Regions from separate parts of the Gossypium hirsutum genome. Here region 1 is linked to region 2. Evidence: chromatin contacts called from public Hi-C data. All regions are on one chromosome and are shown on one strand. Each heading gives the region's core, a stretch centred on a gene start, on an enhancer-like site or on the middle of the called end of the contact. The rest is flanking DNA. Distances are from core to core; before and after follow the strand shown.

Region 1 (6,109 bases), core at 1,237-3,736, 190 kb after region 2:
GATGAATTGTTTTCTTCAATCGAGCTCGAACTAAACTTGAATTTTATGTTTTCGAACTCCATTAGAGCTTAATTCGAGAAAAGATCAAACTCATTAGACTAACTAATTTATCTAATAAAAGATTGTCGCAGGGGTTCCAAGTTGACCTGAAGGGGACAAGGAATGGTCAAATCTTCAAATGGTACCCTGTTATTAGAAAACTTGAATACGGATGGGGCGGTGTGTTCTTGTTCGGGCCTTAGTGACTGCTAGTGGCTTGCTGTGCAGTGCAGATGGAAATTGGGTGCATGGGTTCATGCTAAAGATCGGACGTACGGACAGCCTTCCACCGGAGTTGTGGGGGTGTTCAAGGTGATTTGCGGTTAGCCAAGGAGTTCAGGGTAGCTCGTTAGATTGTTGAGTTAGACGAGTTATGGGTAGTTTAGCTGCTGTCTCGGATCTTATGAGCATCAGCATCTATTAAATATGTATATTGGTGATTGCTTGGACTTGATACGAGAGGGATGGGTGATGGAGGTTCGGCATATTTTCCGGGAAGGTAACCATTATGCTGATCATCTCGCTAACCTGGCGCATGAAGGCACGAATGGGCTCGTCCGTTTGCCTAATCCGCCTGACAGCCTTCTCCCTTCACTGCATGCTGACGCCCTTAGGCATGGGAAGCTTAGATTTTAGTGTTGCTGTATTTCTGCTTCTTTTGTAAAGAAAAGAGAGAGAGAGAGTAAACTACCTGGTGGTCACCCAACTTTTGGGTAGGTTTTAATTTGATCACTTAACTTTAAAAACTTTCAATTTCATCACCAATATTTTTTAAATTTAAAATTTTAGTCATGGAAAGTTTAGTGAAATTTTTTATTGGCCTAATAACAAATTAAAATTTTCAATATTTGTATATTTTATCAATTAAACTTTAAATTTAAAAATTTAACAAATTTAACCCTCAACGCTTACAAAATTTATCATTTAGTTCTAATTCTAAAAAAATTATTACATTTACAAAAAAATTCGATTTAATTCTAAAAGACTCTTACAAGAAATCAGTGATGATTTGTTCCAATTTGGCTTCTTCAGTGTGAGATGATGGCACATACTTATAAACAAGCCAAAAGTGGAACAATCAAGCCCTTCAAGGGAAATTGAAACACTTGTGCAGATAATTTCACAGGCATAAGGAAATCGGAGAAAAAAAACCCAATAAGAAATAAGTCAAAAAGAACTAAATTAACCAACGAAACTATCAATTGAAGTAGCGAAAAACAATATCTAAAAGAAGCAACTATCTAAATTACAGGGGAAACCCATTAAAACACACACACACACACACAGAGTTCAGACTCTTGCTTCTCCAAAATTAACTAGGCCTGGTTAAGGAACACGTTTGGGCGCATAGGTCTTTTCCATCTTTTTTTTTTCTTATTTTTACCTTTGGGGTTTTCTTCTCTTCATTCTTGTGCAAAAATTGAATAACTTTCAAAGCAAAGCACAAAATTGCAGAGATAGAAAAGAAAAATAAAACAATTAAAAAGAAAGGAGAGAAGCTGAGAGGGAAGCAATTCACCGATTTGCTAGTAGAGAGAATACAGGATCATTGTTGTGAAAATTACTGAAGTTTGTGAAATTTTGTAAATATTGAGGGCTAAATGGCTAGATTTAGGATCAAATTGATAAAATGTATAAATATTGGAGAGTTAAATTTATTATTAGACCAATAAAAAACCACCCATGTCAGCTTTCTATTAAGTATTTAACAGGGTGACTAAAATTTTAAAATTTAAAAAATTGATGATAAAATTGAAAGTTTTTTAAATTGGGTGATCAAAATGGAACATACCTAAAAGTTGGATAATCACCTAGCTAATTTATCCAAAGAGAAATTACACAAAAGAATTGAGGTTTCATTGATTTTCTTTTTTAAAAATGTATGGTTTTCTTAATAAGATTTGCTGTTTCGGTTAACATAAATTCAACCTTTTTATGCAACCTTTCATTTTTATATTTAGATTTTGACACATAGATAATAACATGAATAATAAATAAATTTAAATATTAAAAATTGTAAATATAAAATTAAGGTTGGTTGAAATTGGATCAAATTTATCGAAATTAGTGAAATTTGAAATTTTTAATAATTTGTTTGATTAAAATCGTAATGGACACGTGCTTTCTTACACATAAAAATTATATTCCAACTTTTCTCTAAAGAATATCTAACAATAGTTTCCATGGAATGAATAATCAATACAGATGCTAAAAACAACAATGCTTTCGAATAAGCATAAGTAATCAAATGAAATAAAGCCGCTTGTTAAGACCCCATGCCTAGAGTTAACATCATATAATCCAGTTGGGACATTGTAGAATAGGCTAAACCCGAGTGGATAAAGTTAGATTTAGAGAATTTATGGGTAACTGCCCAATCCCAGACCAAATTAGGCCCAACAGGGGAAGCTTTTGAATATAGCCCATCAGTACCTCAACATCAATGCTGCCTTTAAAATAACCTAAAACCCTCTTCACGTACTACAATCTAGCTGTTCCCAAAACCCTAGCAACCTTTCTACCCCATGGCTTTCACTTCCATTCTCCGGAAAACAGCTAACTCCTTAGCACCACTCGCTATTCGACTCACCCGAGTCCAGAGAAATTACCACTCTTGCATCTTCACGGCCTTGAACCATGGATTCCAGCCTCAGCAACCTACTGTGAACCGTTTTTACCCAAACACCCTACATTTCTCAACGGCTGTTGATTCTCAAAAATCCGCTTCTGATGAGTCTCTTCTCCGAGTTATTGAGTCTGAGATTCAGTGTGCCGAGGAGAGTGATGAATATGATCAGGTGAGTAATTAATTAGTTTTTCTTTTCCCCATTTTCTTTGTCATTTAGGGTTTGTACGAAAAGTAAGTGGAAAAATAGAAGTTGGATTTTGGGTGTTTTACAATCAAAATCGTGTCAACTGAAGACTTGTAGGGATTGAATTCAAGAGCTGTCTTGGAACATGGTAACACTCATTGTAGCACTTATATCCGACCCGAGAAACATAATTAGAAGCTGCTTTTAGTCGTTTACAATATGGTTATTGAGAGAATTTGTGGGGAAAAAAAACAGAACAATCGCTTAATAGCTAGTATTGATGTTAAGTTTTCAAGCTGAAAACAATGCTTTATTTTGAATTGTCTTTTAATCATTTAAAAAAAATTTGTTTCTTCACAGGCTGAAGGAACTCCAAGTGAATTCCCTTTCAAAATCGAAGACACTCCTGGGCTTCAAACCATAACATTAACACGAGAGTATGATGGTGAACTCGTCAAAGTTAATGTTCACATGCCTGATCTTGTCACTGGTGAAGGCGAAGCGGATGATGACAATGATGATGACACTGAAAAGCCTAGTAAATCAAATGTCCCATTGGTTGTTAATGTCTCAAAAAAAGATGGTCCGAGTTTAGAGTTCAACTGTACCGCTTACCCTGATGAGATTACCATAGATAGTTTGTCCGTTCGAAATCCCAACTCGGAGGATGAACTCGCCTATGAAGGCCCAGATTTCTAGTAAGCCTGTTCGATACATTGTGAAATTGGAATATTGATTTGCATGGAATGCGATTACTAATGTTCTTGTTTTGCAGTGATTTGGATGAGAACCTGCAGAAGGCTTTTCACAAGTATTTGGAGATCCGAGGAATCAAACCGAGCACCACAAATTACTTGCACGAGTACATGATTAATAAGGATGGCCGGGAGTATATTCTGTGGTTGAAGAACCTCAAGAAGTTCATTGAAGAATGAATAGTTTATGAAAAATGGTAAGGTCAAACTAGCACCGTTCCAAGTTGTTGTATGAACTAAGATACGAGTAGTTTTACCTATTTTTAAAGAGATTAGGTCGTCTTTTTGGGTTAGAATTCGGTCCATTTCCGGTACACATTCTTCATTATCATTCACATGGTGAAGAATCCATCCATTAAATTATATTTGTGAGTGAATAGTGAAAATATGTATTGGAGGGTTGGGAGGGGAGATCTAAAAAAATAAACTATAGACTTGTTTTTATTTGATTTTTAGCCATCTCAAAGTCATTGGTATCATTTATGTGATTTAAACATACTCACCCCATCAGGAAAAAGATTTTATCAACAAAAGTAGAGTTCAGAGAACTATGTTTTCTTTTGTTCAAAGTAGAGATTATATCAAAACCTCTCTTTTTTTCCTGTTCTTTTTCTTTTCAGTTTCACAACTTTCTTAGTAACCAAAAACTCCTCCATTAAAATCATCATAAAACCCATTAAAAATCTAATTTTTAAAAAAATAAGCTTTGAAACCAAATTAACCCATTTCAATCTTACTCATCAAAATTGAACCAATGCTTGAAGAGGGAAGGAACAGAAAAAACTGAACCTTGACGACGAGACGCTTGAGGTCTGGTCCTTTCCAAAAGCTTTACGATATTACACATCCGCCATTTCCCTCTAACTTAGAGCTGGTAGCTCAAACAAAAAGTTGTAACATTTTTGTTAGAAATTTGAGTATTAATTTAAAGTTTAAAAATGTTGGATAAATTTTTAAAATTTTGATGTGTTTTCGAAGCTGAAGGTAAAGTTCCGTGTCGCAGTAGCTGTTCAACGACTCGTTTCTTCACTTTCTGTATTACCAGCATTAAGATATTTGGTAGGACATAAAGCTTAATTCTTTGTAATAATAATAAAAAAAAGAGTTAATATTTAGTAACCGAATTTAAAACTTTTCATGTGTCAAATATATGGCCATAGTGAAATAGGTTAATATTTAGTAACCGAATTTAAAACACCTTTGCTAGAGGTGTTTATCCGGTAAAAAAGTTCAATTAAGCTTGTTTCTAGTAAAAAACCTAGTTCAATTACTTGATTTTAATTTTAATATTTATACTCGATCTTAAGTTCAAATTCTGATTATCGCAATATGAAATTAAAATCAAAAGATGAAAGCTGAATAAGGGTATCTCATTTGCAAATGAGATAGACATCCTACTTACCTAGTAACTTTAAAGCCAAAGATAGTTTAGGGTTTAAAGAGAACCTATTTTTTGATACAAAAGTCTGCTTTTAGATGTGAAGTAACAATTACAGACTGGCAAAAAGACCATGAACAGACTGGCAAAAAGACCATGAAAACCTGTATATACACAGAAGGAAAACTTGCATTGACATTTGCTTCTAGTTTCTCTCATTTTGTTGGTCTTTTAAAAGTTGTAGGCCAACAGCACCAAGTCAATTCGATTAACCCACTCCAAAGAAACGCAATTAGTAGCGCGTTGCTGCACCTCATCAAAAACATCTCTACTCCTATGACACACATCCGTTGCGTGTTTCAAATTTACCACTAAACTACAAGGAATCCAAAAACATACACAAGCTTTTCTTCAAGAGGCCTTTTGTTCAAACTGTTCTCCTTTTTCATATTTCCCCGGAACAGAGTAAAACACAGTGGAGTTTGGATTTTAGGTGCTCAGATAGCCCGCATAGGATGACTTTGTAAGGTTTATGGAAAGAACCAAACCTTGATAAAGATTGCAAGGGCCATTTGCAGCAAGAACGCAGCAATCATCATCATTCTAAGATCATTACTGCCACCAATATAGGATGTTAAATTCAAGGTAACAAAGCATGATGAGGCCGTACCGGCAACAAGTATGATGATCCATCGGAGAATCTCAACTGGAATAAGCAGTAGAAACTGCAAATATGCCATATACTACAACTCAGCTGATTGCAAATAAACAATGAATAACTAAAAAATTGAAATTCTTTGACTTGAATAAAATTTAAAACCAGGATCATTTTCTTCCTTTAAAGAGAAAATCTTACTGCAGTTGGAATGAAAATGGAAAGTGAATAACCCCACATGCACCAAAATCGTATAAGGCTAGCATTTGAACCCAGATATCGAAGCAAGAAGTAAAATGCCACTGGCACCACGAGTGAATAACCATAGATTCCACAAGCTGCTGCATTTACATAGCCAACATCAAAGCTCCAAGTAGTAGTTCGATCAGTGCGCTTTTGAATAAGGTATGTGGCACAGTTTCCAAAGGCCGCAAGCATAAAGACCAATGTAGTTGTGATCCAGATAAGC
Region 2 (6,093 bases), core at 3,016-5,515:
ATTTCGTTCCAACACATTGTTTTTATTCTTGATTCAACCTCATGATTTAGTATATATGGGATTATGATCTTTGCTCATGGTTTGGACATGTATAAGACTCTATTTTTTGAGATTAGTTTAGATTGATCAAGCAAATTAACTTCGAGATTGAATTGGATCGGGTAAACTTGTAAAACTTATTCTTAAGATTGAAGACGTATTCTAGTTTTATTGAAGATATTTACCGAGCTTATTATTCCGCTAGTTTGATGAAAAGATTTATTGTAATTAATCTAGTATGTTAACAAATTGAGATTAATTTAAATACTAGAGATTTTTATAGATTTTTACACTGAGGAACTTGTATTTGCAAGTGCATTGAGTGTGAAAACAACTCAATTATTTGGTTTTCAATCTAAGTTTACACGAAAAAAACTTAAAGAAAGTGATTTAGATCATAGACGTGAAATAGAAGTTGCTAATCTAGTGAGTGTTAAAATTAATAATCACTTATACAAGATTTTAAGATAGTGAATTATCTCTTTGAGCAAAACCCTATAAAATTAGAAAAAATCCAACTACTTAAACGTAAATTTCTTGCAACTATCGTTGTAAGTTTTTTCGCATATTAATAATATTTAAAGCTTTCTTTGATATCAAATGTCACTATCCACAAAAATATATAATTTATTATCCACTTTGATAAACTTAAGATCACATATCAAAAATTAAAAAAAATTGTAGATAATTATATTTTCAAATATACATTCACTTAAATACCCCTTTTTTTTAAAGCTAATAACAAAAGACTAGGGCTGAAACACTTGAAAACAAAATTATTACACAAAAATCCTAGAGGATTTTGGTATCATAAAAAAATAATATAGGTCAATTAAGAGGAGGAATCTAACATCATGTGGCAGTTAATACCTTATCCCCAATTAACCTTCCATAAAACATGCTTCTTCTTAACATTTTATACCTACCTTATTCTTGGATCATAAATTATTCCAATCAATCAAATGTGTATATTTAATGTTTTACATTTTTTTTTGACCAATCCTAGAAGAGATTCAAACTCCATCCCCAGAAGGAAACATGCATTTGTTCTCCATTTCTAAATATAAAATATAAATATCACATGAAAGTACATTTACATTAATGTAAGTATTTTTCCCTCCTCAACATTTTTAAAATAAGTTTGACATCACCAAGTGAGATAAAACTTTCTTTTTTTTTCATGAAACCAAGTAAAACCTAGTTGGAAAACAAAACTATATAAAAACAAATGTTTTTCATGCTTTTCTATCCACATCCAATGGATATGCATGATTCTAGTGTGTGTGTATATATATCTTTTGTATTGATTTTCTTATAAGTACTACTAAGAAAGATGTTCTCAAGAGCATTTCATATTCTGGGTTCGATATGTTTTTTGGATATGAGTATAGAGATATGATACTCCAAATACATTAAAAAAAATTAAACATACCCATATTCGACATTCATATCCGGGAGGTCATTGGGGTAACAAATAGTTGCCGACAACCTAAAGATTCTGAACCTTACTGTGACTTTAAATCTTGACAAATTAAATAAATCTCTCTGGATGAGGATCTTGTAGCCTTGGGCCTTAACCATGTTGATTTTTTGAAGAGTGGTTTGCAAATCTGGCTCAATTCTGCAAACACCATAAACAAAAGTGTGAGAAATGCCATCTACAGATGATGAACACGATTAGTTCCAAGAAAAATAAAGTCAGAGCAACATGGGTGAAATCTCACCTTTTGTATCCTCGCTCTCCAGAAGCTTAATGACGAGATGCCCTCTGGACAGCAATACACCCTTATCATATGGACTACAAGGGCATGACTCTCCTTCATTTTGGAAATTATCATTTGACACGTTCATGGCTCTACCGACAGCTAAATCGAGTGCTCGCATACCTAACTCGAAGGACAAAGCTGCATCCCGAGTTGAAATTCCTGAAACCGAAGGACACATATCTGAAAGTATAACTGAGAACCCTTTTTCCTGCAAAACAAGACACATACATCTGTAAGAAGTTATAAAGAAATTTTTTTACCCTATAGGCAAATAGAAGACTAAGTTTAACTTTGTGTAACATAATTGAAGAGCTATGTTATTTGGATTTGGGTGTAAGTGTATGATATAAGCACCTATCCAACACAAGTGGTCTTCAATTTTTCCATGTCACTGAAAGATCATATCTGGATGAGCATGGACAAAAGTTTCCAGACATTTATTCTTCAAGAAAGATGAAGAGTGTGGTATTCAATTTTCCCATGTCACTGAAAGGTCATATCTGGATGAGCATGGACAAAGGTTCCAGACATTGATTCTTCAAGAAAAATGAAGAGTCGGGCCTTTTAGAAACAAAAGGCCGACCCTTCTAACAGGTAAGCAAAGTTTGATACAAAAAACTACCCCCTAAAGCATCCATAGAATCTATTTATTACCAGATTGTATCTTTTTCGTTGAATAATTTTTTTTCTAACTGGTCTAAAGTGACCAAATCTGTTCTTTGCTTCATTCAAATCATCAAAGCCAGAAAAGATGCAAAGTTTGAATTGACATCAAATCTAGATTTTCATGCAACAAAGACAATTTAGGATGAAAAGAGTGAACAGGAAATTTGTACAGAAAAATTACTAAATCTGCGCAATGACTCGAGAGATTCGAATCCCAGTCAGCAATGACAACAGTTGGCAAACATCATTTAATCACTTGAATTGGCAATGGGCTAAGCATTCAAATTCAAACAAAACCGAGAAAAAACTCCTTAAAAAAAACATTACAAAATTCTAAGATTATGGACATAAAACTTGAACTACTTGCTACCTTAGGCGAGAGTTCCATAACTTGTGGCTTGGATAGTTTCATGACATCAGCGGAAATAGTTTGAACCCTTGCATCACAGTGAAGAGAAGGAACCTTCACCTTCTGTTCTGAAAATCCCAAATTTTATTGCCATAAATTACAATCATACTAAGAAAATCTTTCACTTGTCTTACCAAAACAAAACATAAGAAATTGTAGAGGCTTTCAAGCAGTGAATATTACCTTAACATCAATTCCCACAACAGCCCCACCATTCTTCAATGGACCCAAACTCTGACAAGCAACCTATAACAATATGAAAAATCCATATACAGATCAACAGGGACTCAGAAAAAGAAGAGAAGCAACTTTTTGAAGCAAAAGGGAAAAACCTGAAGCCAAGCACCAGGGGCACAACCAAGGTCAAGAACTGAAAAACCTGGCTTTATTAACTTATATTGATTCTGTATTTGAAGCAACTGAAAACCAAGCAAGAATTTATTAAAAAGAAATGAAACGATGAAAAGAAAAAGTAATGAAAACCGAAACCTTGAAAGCTGAACGAGCAACATAGCCGAGACGTTGAGCTTCCCTGTAGAAAAAATCGGGTGCTCCACCTCCACTCATCGATGCCAAATTTCTAAAACTCTCTTTGATGTAAAACCCTGCTCTGGGTTTTTTACTTTTTTCTCAAAGGCCTCGAAGCTCCCATTTGTGCTTAAGCCTGTAATTGTGGGCCGTTTTGCGAAGTGGAATTTTGAAAATCAGACGACCCTTTATCTATCAATTCAGCATTTGCCGGTCAGACCCATGGGCTTAACTTGACTTGGTTTAGCCCTAGCTTGACCCCAACCTGATATATAACGTTGGATAAAATATGTAAAGAAAGCTAGACGTGGAAGTTTGAAATTCTGTGAAACTGAAATCCATCCAAGTGCTTCTCCTTTGATCAATTGTTTAATTATCTTAGAATGACAATAAAATTTAACAGTTGATACTGCTGCACTACCATGTTGCTTCAACTCTCTTTTCTTTTCCTTTTGGTTGTCAGCTGCATCGTATCAGTTTTGAACTTCCCATCCAAATTCATTCCTCAATGGTTCCCAATTCCAGTTCATCTTGGTACTTCAATTCTGCCAACACAAACCACAGGGTTATGAGCAGTGAGTGCAAAAACAATGGCGCTCCCAAACACAAATATCAACATTTAAATATACTCTAAAAACCCAGAAGCTAATTCACCAAACTCAGGCTCAAATCGAATATGGAGACCAAACCCAGATTCTAACTCTCAATTCTAATCCCACCCATGGAGCTCAACTTCAAAAATAAAAAAAAATTTGGACCATTTCTCGATTTGTGCGTGTCATCCTTGCGCAGGGGCCATGCTAATCTTCTCTGTATCGTTCCAATTTTATCGGATGTCCCCGAGGGGACAGCCTAAGCTGGCTGCTGTTTCTATATAAACTCTTTCAATGCTTTGTTCTTAACTGATGTGGGATATCTAGTTGGTTCGCAACCAGATCATGAACTAGCCTACCTCATCCTGACTAAGTCCCAAGGTGTGGGCTGGATCAGGCCTAGGTGTCGCTCAAATCAAAATCCGTGGGCTGTTGACGTGTCACAACTCCCTCAACTGGAAGAATGGGTCCGAGTCAGCCCAGCTGATCACTAGCATATTGGCTTAGATTATTATTAAAGTTTGAATTGCTAGTGTTGTTCATGTTTCATTACACTTCTCATACAGCCTTAATAGAAGAAAAAAAGGAAGAAATTTTGGAAATAATTGGATGATTTCCAACAATCCAGATAAATGGTAAAGACAATTTAGGATGACTTCTTTTATCAAAGTCACAAATGAAAGAGCCTGGAGATCTATTTTAAATGGTTGGGAACAACCTTTTACTAAAGAATCAGGTGTCAAGATCCCAAAACCTGAAGTGCAATGGACTACAGAAGAAAAGAGGCTTGAAAGTGCTAACTTGAAAGCTTTCAATGCAATCTTTTGCGATGTAGATGGATAAGAGTTCAAACGAATCTCTAAATGCAAGATTGCAGAGAAAGCCTGGGGTGTCCTTCAAACTGCTCATGAAGGTACAAGCATAGTAAAACGATCAAAACTGTAGATGCTCACTACTAAATTTGAGAAGCTAAGACTGTAGAAGAATGAAACAGTTGGGGAATTCTATGCCAAACTCTCTGACTTATCCGACCAGGCTTTTGCCCTTGGAGATGAATACATAAACTTTAAACTGGTCAGAAGGTGCCTTCGATCATTTCTTGAAAGGTTTAGTATCAAAGCAACTACCATTGAAGAAACCAAGGACATTGATACAATGGGCATTGATGAGTTGATTAGATCCCTTCAAACCTTTGAGATCAACCTAGATGAAGCAAAGAGAAATATAAGAAAAGGAGAAAAGAGCATTGCATTACAATTTATTGAAACAATGCTCACTAAGCATGGCACTGCTATAGAAGTGATGCAAGAACAAATCACCTTAGAATCCTCAACAAGGAAAACCCAAAGGAGTTGTCATCAATGAGGAAGCTGCTAGAGATAAAAAGAAGGGAATTCAATGCCATGAATGTCATGGCTATGGACATATTTAAGAAGCCCATGCAAACACCCACTACAACAAAACTATCAAATTGCGACGAATTTCCTATGTGATGTTCAAAATAACATCACAAAAAAAATACTATAAACGTCATGAAAACAAATAATCATCACATTTAATAGTTGATGATGTTTCTTATATGACAATTAGAAAAATTTCATAAGTTTATGTCACTAATTGTTTGGCGCCAAAATTTACCCTTAGGTAATGTTTTTGTGACGTCTCAACCAAAATGATGACGATTATTAATCTTCACCAATGTAAAATGAATTATATATAGTTTTATTTTGAAGAACTTATTATCTCTATGTCTGTATTATTAATTAATAGCCTTTATTCGAGACAATTTGATTCGTCATATTTATCATACATAAAAATGTGGCGTTTTATTTTTGTCACAAAAAATAAGTTTGGCAAAGATTGTTCTTGTCACTCTTTGCTATTTTTTATAATGGATATGGTGATTTATTAACCTTATAGGATCATGTCATTTAATGTTTGGAACCGAGAGTTACAACATGAAAAATTTATGGGATGGTTTTTCTTTTACATTTTGTTTGTCAATATTAAAAAGTTTTTTAGTGATGAATATTCAATTTCTAGTTTTATGAAGAATTTTACTAAAAAATAAAAAAATGAAAAGAGTTTATTT

Evidence for each region. A called contact is a pair of places that touch in the nucleus more often than the background predicts.
Region 1: a Hi-C map of leaf shows a contact between it and region 2, with 1.8 times the contacts expected there. The contact joins the promoter of LOC107955141 here to the promoter of LOC107955133 in region 2. A contact is called at or near these places in 2 of 34 Hi-C or Micro-C datasets (both in leaf).

Annotation. Positions count from the first base shown.
Region 1 is chrD04:12,086,919-12,093,027 of Gossypium_hirsutum_v2.1, forward strand. It overlaps LOC107955141, which reads left to right and starts at 2,487. Exons shown (of 3, transcript XM_016890868.2): 1 at 2,487-2,837; 2 at 3,213-3,550; 3 at 3,628-4,051. The coding sequence starts at 2,565. The coding sequence ends at 3,787. It overlaps LOC107955140 (protein YIPF1 homolog), which reads right to left. Exons shown (of 6, transcript XM_041091995.1): 5 at 5,842-6,109; 6 at 5,035-5,710. The coding sequence ends at 5,516. It also overlaps the pseudogene LOC107955139.
Region 2 is chrD04:11,891,745-11,897,837 of Gossypium_hirsutum_v2.1, forward strand. LOC107955133 (ribosomal RNA large subunit methyltransferase E) reads right to left here and starts at 4,266. Exons shown (of 6, transcript XM_041091975.1): 1 at 3,830-4,266; 2 at 3,213-3,673; 3 at 3,064-3,126; 4 at 2,842-2,943; 5 at 1,764-2,013; 6 at 1,374-1,660. The coding sequence starts at 3,392. The coding sequence ends at 1,545. LOC121216455 (U6 spliceosomal RNA) reads right to left here and starts at 4,257; the gene lies at 4,155-4,257.